Linked DNA regions of Arabidopsis thaliana: region 1 is linked to region 2. The links are chromatin contacts, called in public capture Hi-C maps. All regions are on one chromosome and are shown on one strand. The core of a region is the stretch at or near the end of the contact, and the rest is flanking DNA. Distances in the headings are between cores, read along the strand shown. Region 1 holds the start of AT3G29034. Region 2 holds the start of AT3G28958 (Cupredoxin superfamily protein).

Evidence for each region. Capture Hi-C pulls out chosen DNA fragments and counts their contacts.
Region 1: a capture Hi-C map of shoot shows a contact between it and region 2, with 2.9 times the contacts expected there. A contact is called at or near these places in 17 of 26 Hi-C or Micro-C datasets (callus, cotyledon, flower and 5 more) and 2 of 3 other capture datasets (root and shoot).

Annotation. Positions count from the first base shown.
Region 1 is chr3:11,029,395-11,033,478 of TAIR10.1, reverse strand. AT3G29034 reads left to right here and starts at 2,573. Exons shown (of 1, transcript NM_180315.3): 1 at 2,573-3,444. The coding sequence starts at 2,876. The coding sequence ends at 3,136. It also overlaps AT3G00550.
Region 2 is chr3:10,980,065-10,984,110 of TAIR10.1, reverse strand. AT3G28958 (Cupredoxin superfamily protein) reads right to left here and starts at 1,405. Exons shown (of 4, transcript NM_148761.1): 1 at 1,280-1,405; 2 at 1,021-1,198; 3 at 811-936; 4 at 579-676. The coding sequence starts at 1,405. The coding sequence ends at 579. AT3G28956 (RNA polymerase II, Rpb4, core protein) reads left to right here and starts at 1,354. Exons shown (of 5, transcript NM_001338984.1): 1 at 1,354-1,539; 2 at 1,870-1,924; 3 at 2,730-2,847; 4 at 2,924-3,076; 5 at 3,179-3,710. The coding sequence starts at 2,731. The coding sequence ends at 3,322. It also overlaps a transcript of AT3G28960 not described here.

The DNA.
Region 1 (4,084 bases), core at 1,324-3,823, 48 kb before region 2:
TATCAAGGTTCCAAAAAAATATTATAAATTTTGATTTGGTTTATTTTGTATTTGGTTTCTATTACAAAGATGCGTAACTCAATAGGATACTTATTAAGATGTTATTATGAAGATATTTTCTTATGATATAATTATTTTTTATTTTTATTTAAAAAGATTTGATATAATTATTAAATCTTTCTGTTTCAAAAACTTTAATATTCTCCAAGTTTCAATTTGACCAGAAACATTTCACTTGTGGTTTCCCATCCATTCTGTTGATGCGATAAGACGATCTTATCACATCACTGATGACGCTTTTGTCCATTCCTTAAACTAATTATTTAGAATTTCATAAGAAGAAAATATAAAGCTTTTTATATGACTTTATCCATTGAAACCATTTTTAGTTCTATATTGGGCAATGGGCAAGAGCTTGAGCTTTCAAGCAATTGAGGTTTCTAACTTAAGAAAAGTACTATAACTATAACTAGAGCAACACATTGTGGCTTAGCTCCTGACTTGTCCAGATATAATTCTACGTCTAGAGTTTAAACTCTATATCATGTATGTTCAAGATTGTTATAATTGTCGATCAATCTATAACACATCGATAGAAGAAAGAGTAGAATTTTACGTCTAGATTGTTGTAACGTAGTAGTAAACACGATTTTTATAATTACAAGAATCTCATCTAATCTATTTATTTTAGTAAAAATTGTGTGGATTTACATGCATAAATTAATTGTTCTCTCTTCTATATTACTACTTATATTGAAATATAGTGGTGTATAAGGAAAATTTAAATAAATTGATTTGGTCATATATGTTATTAAAATGCACTATTTTTTTTTTTTGATTAAAAATCTAAAGAAAACTCTAAAGTTAAGCGCATTTAAAGTAAAGCAAACTTATGATGGGTGATTAACCGTGAATCGATTGTTAGTTCGTATGAGTGAAAACAAACACAAGAAAAAGATTATATGGTGAATTATAGAATCAGTAAACAAATATTTAAGCTTCCAGAAAAATGAACTGTCAGACGAGATTGGCCCATATACCGAGAAAAAACGTTTGGTCCATGAAAAGTGGTGGTCGTCGTCTCGTTACAGTTACGATGGATGATTTCTATGGATCTGAATGGTCACCGCGGTTTTTAGTGTACGGAGAAAGTATTATGACCGTGCAGTACGAATTAACTGCGGTAAGTGCGTGAAAAATATATTTGTGGGACAATTGTGGTTTGTACAAAATAAGCAGTACGGAATAATGTTTGATTGGTGAAAAATCTATTTGTGGTGCGGATTATAGATTATATATATATAAATATATATATTAATCATTATTTATTTTTTGTGTTAATAAATAAACAATAACATATATTTATAAACCATATACACAAATAAATCAAAATATACATTTTAAAGTTTAACATACATATTATTAAATCCGTTGAATAGTTTCATTATGGAAAATTAAAAAAAAAATCATTTTTACAAGTAATTTTTTTACAAGTAAATTGATTATAGAACGTATATAAGCTTATAGTAGATAATAATTGTCAAAATTTCTAAAAGCATTGTTATGTTTCTATTTCCTGTAATTGCATTTTCATAGTTTTTAATTAAATAAAACAAACTAGCTAAGACTGGTCTTTATCTCTTTCTTTGTACCCGGTTTATCCGGTTTAGTTTCCTCTATTATTGAAATCAACATTGGCACAAAAATAATAATATAAACAGCTGTTAAAAAATTAATTGATCTCTTTGTTGGAATGCACTTTTACTTAAAACCGCTAGGTAAAGAGTTTTTCTTCTTTTGGAAAGCGTTCCAATGTATTGTTCATTTGACAAATTAAATCGCAAACTTTTTTTTTTTCGAAAAACACAAATCAGTTAAAAGTATTGTGATTGGTACGGTATTGTGGTTTTAATCAAAAAAACACAGAAAAAAACGCCTTTTGTAAGTTTTCCAATTAGTCTATGTGTCAAGGTACATCTTTTATTTTTATTTTTTAAAGGTACATCTTTATATCTATAAGGGGTTCAGTTTTCTTGCATGCGTTATTCGTACTCCTATAAAACTCCATCATAGGTAAGTAAACAAAACTAAGAAAAGATCTAAGCTCTAAGCTCTGCGTACTTTCCTTCGCTTTATCTTGCCAGTAGCACTAGGCATTTGAAACTATGGAATAAAGCCGTTTTGATCCAACTTAGCAGCAACCAAATTGCAAACGAATAGAAAGAATGGTCAGAAACAAGATTGGTAGGTGGATCCAAGATAGCAAAAATATCTCTTCCTACTCAAGATGCAACAGATAAAAACAAACTTTTGAACCAAGAAAAGTCAATATTATACATTTATTAAGAAATCGAAGAGCAAGAATGCATCTCATTCTCATCCTTTGTGATGTTCTTGGAGTGCACAAGCATTTATTGGGCCAAAACTCCTACGCACATGATAACATGTCTTAGTAGATTTCTTATTGATAATACATGATAACATATCTTATTGTTAATAATATTAATTTAATTCACTGACCTGTTAAAATTTAGACAGAATGGCAATAACTTATATAGTGATAATTATTATTTTTTTATTTTATTTTTTAGACTAACATTATATAAGTGTAAACATGATACATCATATCTAAACTTCAACTCTCACCATTTGCTTTTTTATAACAAAATAGTAATTAAATTAATAATCTTGGATCTATACCGACCACTTACTCTTCTATAAGGAGTTGACTTTTCTGTCTATCAAAAGGCCTCAAAGCAATCCCCAAAAGACCACATTTTTGTCTCCATCATTAACTTATAATTACAAAATCACAACCAAACCAACATCATAAAATCATAATCAGAATCTCTTCATTCATCAAAGAATCTTAAAAATGGTGAGAGAAAGAAGAAAGACGGAGAAAGTAGAAGAGAAACGAGAACAAGAAGTTGTAGATCAAGAAGAGAAGGTGAAGCCGAGGCAAAGAAGCGTGAGCAGAAGAAACATGCAATCTCTGGTCATCGGACTCGTTGGAGGTGCGTTAACCCTCGGTGCTTATTCTCAGACATATGTTGATCCGGGCAAGTCTATTGGCGCTGGCCTCTTTGTCCTCTTCTTTGGCTTGCTTGTCAGTGAAGGTTTCATCTCTCTTTAAATAACAATATTTCTGTATAAGCAAATCAAACCTTCTTCTTTTGTTTATGTATATGACAAATATACATATCTATGAGCATCTTGTTTCATTTATATTTTATTTCACTTGTTGGATCTTGGACTTTTGATTAAAGTGACGAACACTATATTGTTTTTACGGATTATTGTTTATTTTTGGCTTGTAAGAATATGTTTTGATCTTTGATACAAATTTGAAAGAAAAGGATGCAACAATGTAATTTTGATCCTTGATAATATGTATGTCACGCAAGTAATATGAACGGAATGATACTCTTCAACATATTGGGCTAAAGTTGACTTTCTTTGGGGTACAAAAAGTTGACTTTGACTTGGTACATGTCTTAGCTGTAAATTAAGGAAAAGAAACTAAATTTGATGTAAAACATGTAATAAAATAAATCATGATAGTCATATACATATTGAACAAATCAACGCTATCTAAAATGTATACTTAAAATATTTCACATATTACCACAAAGAATATATATAATTACAAATATTATTTCTGCAGTAACTTAACTAAATAAAAACGATCATCACCTATCTTTCTATTTATTTTTATATAATATAATTAGATACTTAGCAACGTTACGTGTATAGTATTTAATAAATCATTACCACCTTCGACTACATTATCAAAATGAAACACCATTACACAACGACGATCGTGAGGAAATGTCCGGGCCGTATATAATTTTGCGTTAGATTCGTTATTGGGTCGCTTTAATTTGACTTCTTATGTGTTTTTTATTTTATGATAAATATTTTTTTAAAATTTCCATCAGACACTTGACTTTGTAAATATACACAATTTCTTTATGTATACAATATATATGCTAATGCCATCAGTCTCATAACATAAGGACTTAGGAAACATCATTTTCATATGCTGTGTTTGAACTTAAAAACATGATTGACTATCATTCTA
Region 2 (4,046 bases), core at 156-2,655:
GGAAACATTTGAGTGGTTGGTTTTTTATTTCCATCAAAATCTTTCTTATTTCAGTCTTGCGTTACACTTTACTTAATGTTTTCTTTTGTAAAGCTTCTCAATGCAACATTATAAATTTGGTTTCAATGTTGTTGAAGGCTTAGAACATGAATCTTAAGATGACATTCTTTCACATTATTATGGTAAACACTATGAATTGGTTCCCATATAGCAATAAAGATACTATATATATCGGAAAAAAAAAGAACAAATTCAGTGCCTAAGTCATTGGGATATTAATTACTGATGTTCATACATGTTTATGCTTCAATTATGTTTTAAGGAATCGGAAACCAGATGTAATACTGATTGAATCAAACCAACTCTACAACTATGGGGAAAGAAAAAAATACATTCGAAACAAAAGTATTAAAAACGTTAACAAGAGAAAGAGGCTTTAAATAGCTAAATCTCAAGCCAAACAGAAAGCGAATGCTTAGTGATGAGATTGAGGCCTGTAGGTGTGTAACCATCTGTTGAAGCGGTCCATAAGTGACAATTCCATCTTCGTTGTTGGAACATTGGGGACAGTTATCGGCTTACAGCCTTGGTGAGTGGCCCGACCACGACTTGTAGCTTAAGTCCGGCCTCGCATTAGACAGAAGGCATTCCAAACTCGGACCAGGCAGTGTGGTGGCTCAATTCTATCTGGATCGAGAGAAGTCCACTTTATAGCGCCTCGGTGCGTTCCTACCGAGGCTTACCGGATCAGCCGATAAAGTATATCAACAACAACAAAAAAAAAAAAAAAAGTTCGTGCCTCGGATTGACTTGTCATTGAGGTAATGAAGTAGTGGACTCCTGGTTTGGTGAGCTTCACAAGATCATGCCCTGTCTTGTGCATCGCCACGGGAGAAGTTGGGTCGCATGATATGAATTCAAGGTCTCGGCTGATCTCTAAGATGTCGTTGCCGCATTAAAAAAAAAGATTATCTCCAATATCAAAGTGTCTTTCCTCTGCCCACTTGAAATAAAAATCACTCTCTTGAGAAACACTCCATCCCTTGGAGTCACCAACTTTGTAGATCTTGCTCGGTGGTGGTGGAGGAATGGAACGTGACGGGTCATATTCGACAAGAACGTTATTGTCTGGATGTGCATTGTTCACGGTTTGAGCTGATGAAATAGATATAGTTAGAGCTGTCAAATGGTCATCCGACTATGGGCTAAGCCCAATCCAAAACATTATGGGCAGTCCGTGGTCAGCCCATAAATAAAACGGGTCATGTAGTTTATTGACCAATTTTGTCCGCAGACATAATGGGCGCCCATACGGACAATTGGGTGGCCCAGTTTCATTAAAAATTAGTTTCCTCAGAAATCGCCTCTTTTTGTCTCCTCTCTGTTGCGGCTTCAGAATCGCCATCGGAAGGTTGGACTCATCATCGAGACGGGTCACGAACCGGAGCCCCGTTTAGTTTTCGAACTCGCTACCGATTCCGAGTTGTACGAGCAACAATCATCATCATCGTGTTGCGTGTTTATCCTTTTTGGTCCGAGGTGAATTTCTGAAACAATCTTAGTGTTCTTAGTGTTTCTGAAACAATCTTAGCTTTTTGGATCAGAGGAGAGCTTGCTAGCTTTATCGGTTAATGGATCATATTACCAAGTTAATGTCATTCTCATTAATTTGATAAAAGATACAATTGAGGGTTTATATACAATTGTAAGAGGCCTAAACCATAGCCATTAAACCGAACTAAACCAACACTATCTACACTGGTTTATACAAAATACCAGTTCACAATGACTCACTAAGACTCTAATTACAACAGAGACTCTATATACACTAATAGATTGAGGTCTCACATCTTCTTTGCTTGTTCTTAGGGTCTTCATGAATTGAAGCACATCAATATCTTGGTCGAAAGATTCCCCCTTTCAGGTATGTAGAGACCCTTTGTGTTGAAATCTGAATTTGATTCCATAGAGCTAAGATTCATCACTTTTGATATGGATTTTGGACTCCAAAGAGATTCTGAAATGAATAGGCTCAGTTTTTGTATTGGATTTTCTCAGGTCTCTATCACAAAGGTGCTCATCGATTCCTCTGTTTTTTGTTTTCTTTTGAAATTTTCTTTTATGATCATTGGATTTTGATACCATTCATTACTGATCATTGATCGATGAGTATGATCCTTCAACTTTTGGTTTTTGGGTTTCATCGGATTGATGCTTTTTATCTGAAAGGTTGATGCTTTTGCTCGTACATTAAACAATGCTTTTTATCTGAATTGTATAGTTTTGTGATGTGTATTAGCTTATTTAAGTTTAGTTAAGCTGAAAGCATTAGGATTATTCTACATATGTGTCTGACTTGGATGAATTGTTTTATATGAAGACACTGAAAGTGATGATTATTTCATGATAATCTTGATTAGTAAACGTTATTGATGTTGATGTTCCCATTGCATCATGATTTGTGGGAACGAGAAATCATCTGTTCCTTGATGTTGATGTTCCCTTTGAATTTTTCAGGAGCAAAAACTCTGATTTTGGAGTATCCTTAGTGTTGTTCTCTTCCCATATTGTAAAAACGACTTCGTTTAATTGAAGGAAAAAGCTTCTTTTTGGTTTAAAGTCTCTCTGCTCAACCTAAGAGATGAAAATGTATAATCCATCTTTCATTATGTTTTTGTTCGATTTCCTTCTCTGTTTTTGTAGTCAAAATTTGGTGTGGTTATTTGCAGAATGAAGGCAAATGCAGGAGCACTTACCAATTTCGAGTTGCTTGACTTCTTAAACTCAAGAGGTGCTTCAAAAGATACTACAAGAGTTATTGCTCCAATTGCTAGATCAGAATACAAGGTTCTTTTGCCTGCAATAGTTATCTTCTGACTTGGTCTTAGAGTTTTTTTTGCTAATTGGAATGATCTATTTATAGGTCTATGATTATTTGGTGGAGACTGCTGCTTCCACTCAAACACGAGAGAGCGTTAACAAATCCGCAGACAAGTGTAAAGATTTCAAACTCGCTAAAGCTGAGATTCTCAATATCATCAATCTCTGGCCTTCTTCTATAGTCGAACTGTTACCGGTTTGTTTGTTGTTTCTAGCTTATACACTACCATTTATATCACTGCATTTAACTTCTCTTCTTCATGGTTTATAACATTTGTTGATTGTGACTCTCTTGTAGATCATAGAGAACCTTGATGATCGAGAAATCGACACAGATGGGATATTAGAGCTTGTGAAGGATTTGCTACCTCCTCTGCCTACAGCTGAAAGTCCTAAAGATAATGATGAAGAAGAAGAAACAGAGAATGGTGAACAGTCGTGACTTGCAACAATTTTCCCCTTAAATCGTTATTTTTTGTATCGGTGCGATTTTACCGTTTTGGCGGAAAAAGGCAAGTCTCCGATTTTTACAATTTTTGCAGAAAAATGTAATTTCTCAATTTTTCTTAAAAATTATGATTTATGATTTATCAATAATAACAATAATAAAATGGGCTGACCATAGACTTTCTATATAAACATGGTCTTTATTGGGCATGGACATTTTTTGGACCATTGTCCATGGACCGTCCAACTTGGCCCATAAAAAAAAATTGTCTGTACGTACACGCCCAATGGTCCCTGGACGGACCATTTGACAGCTCTAGACTTGCTAATGAAGTTTTTGAGTTTGTTATCTTTTAGATATAAAGAACATATTTTGATTTTGTAACCATCCACTTAAACGCGTATTAACTAGATTGAGTTTGTTATCTTTTAAGTTAAAGAAGATTATCGATCGAACAATTTACGTCCATTCATTAACAAAGAAAAAGGACGTTTCCGAAGAACAGGAACCCAAGAGAACCATGAAAGTTGTATTCTAATTTTTTATATAAAAAATCAAAAACATTATTAATTTTATTTAACATTATTATATCATATCATCTACTCTATTATTTGAGACGTACGTTTAGTGAATTGGGCATGGATTTCGCTAAAATTACAACTTTACCATAAGTTTAAAAGTTTAGTATCATAAAAATAACTCGTTTAGAAACGCGCGG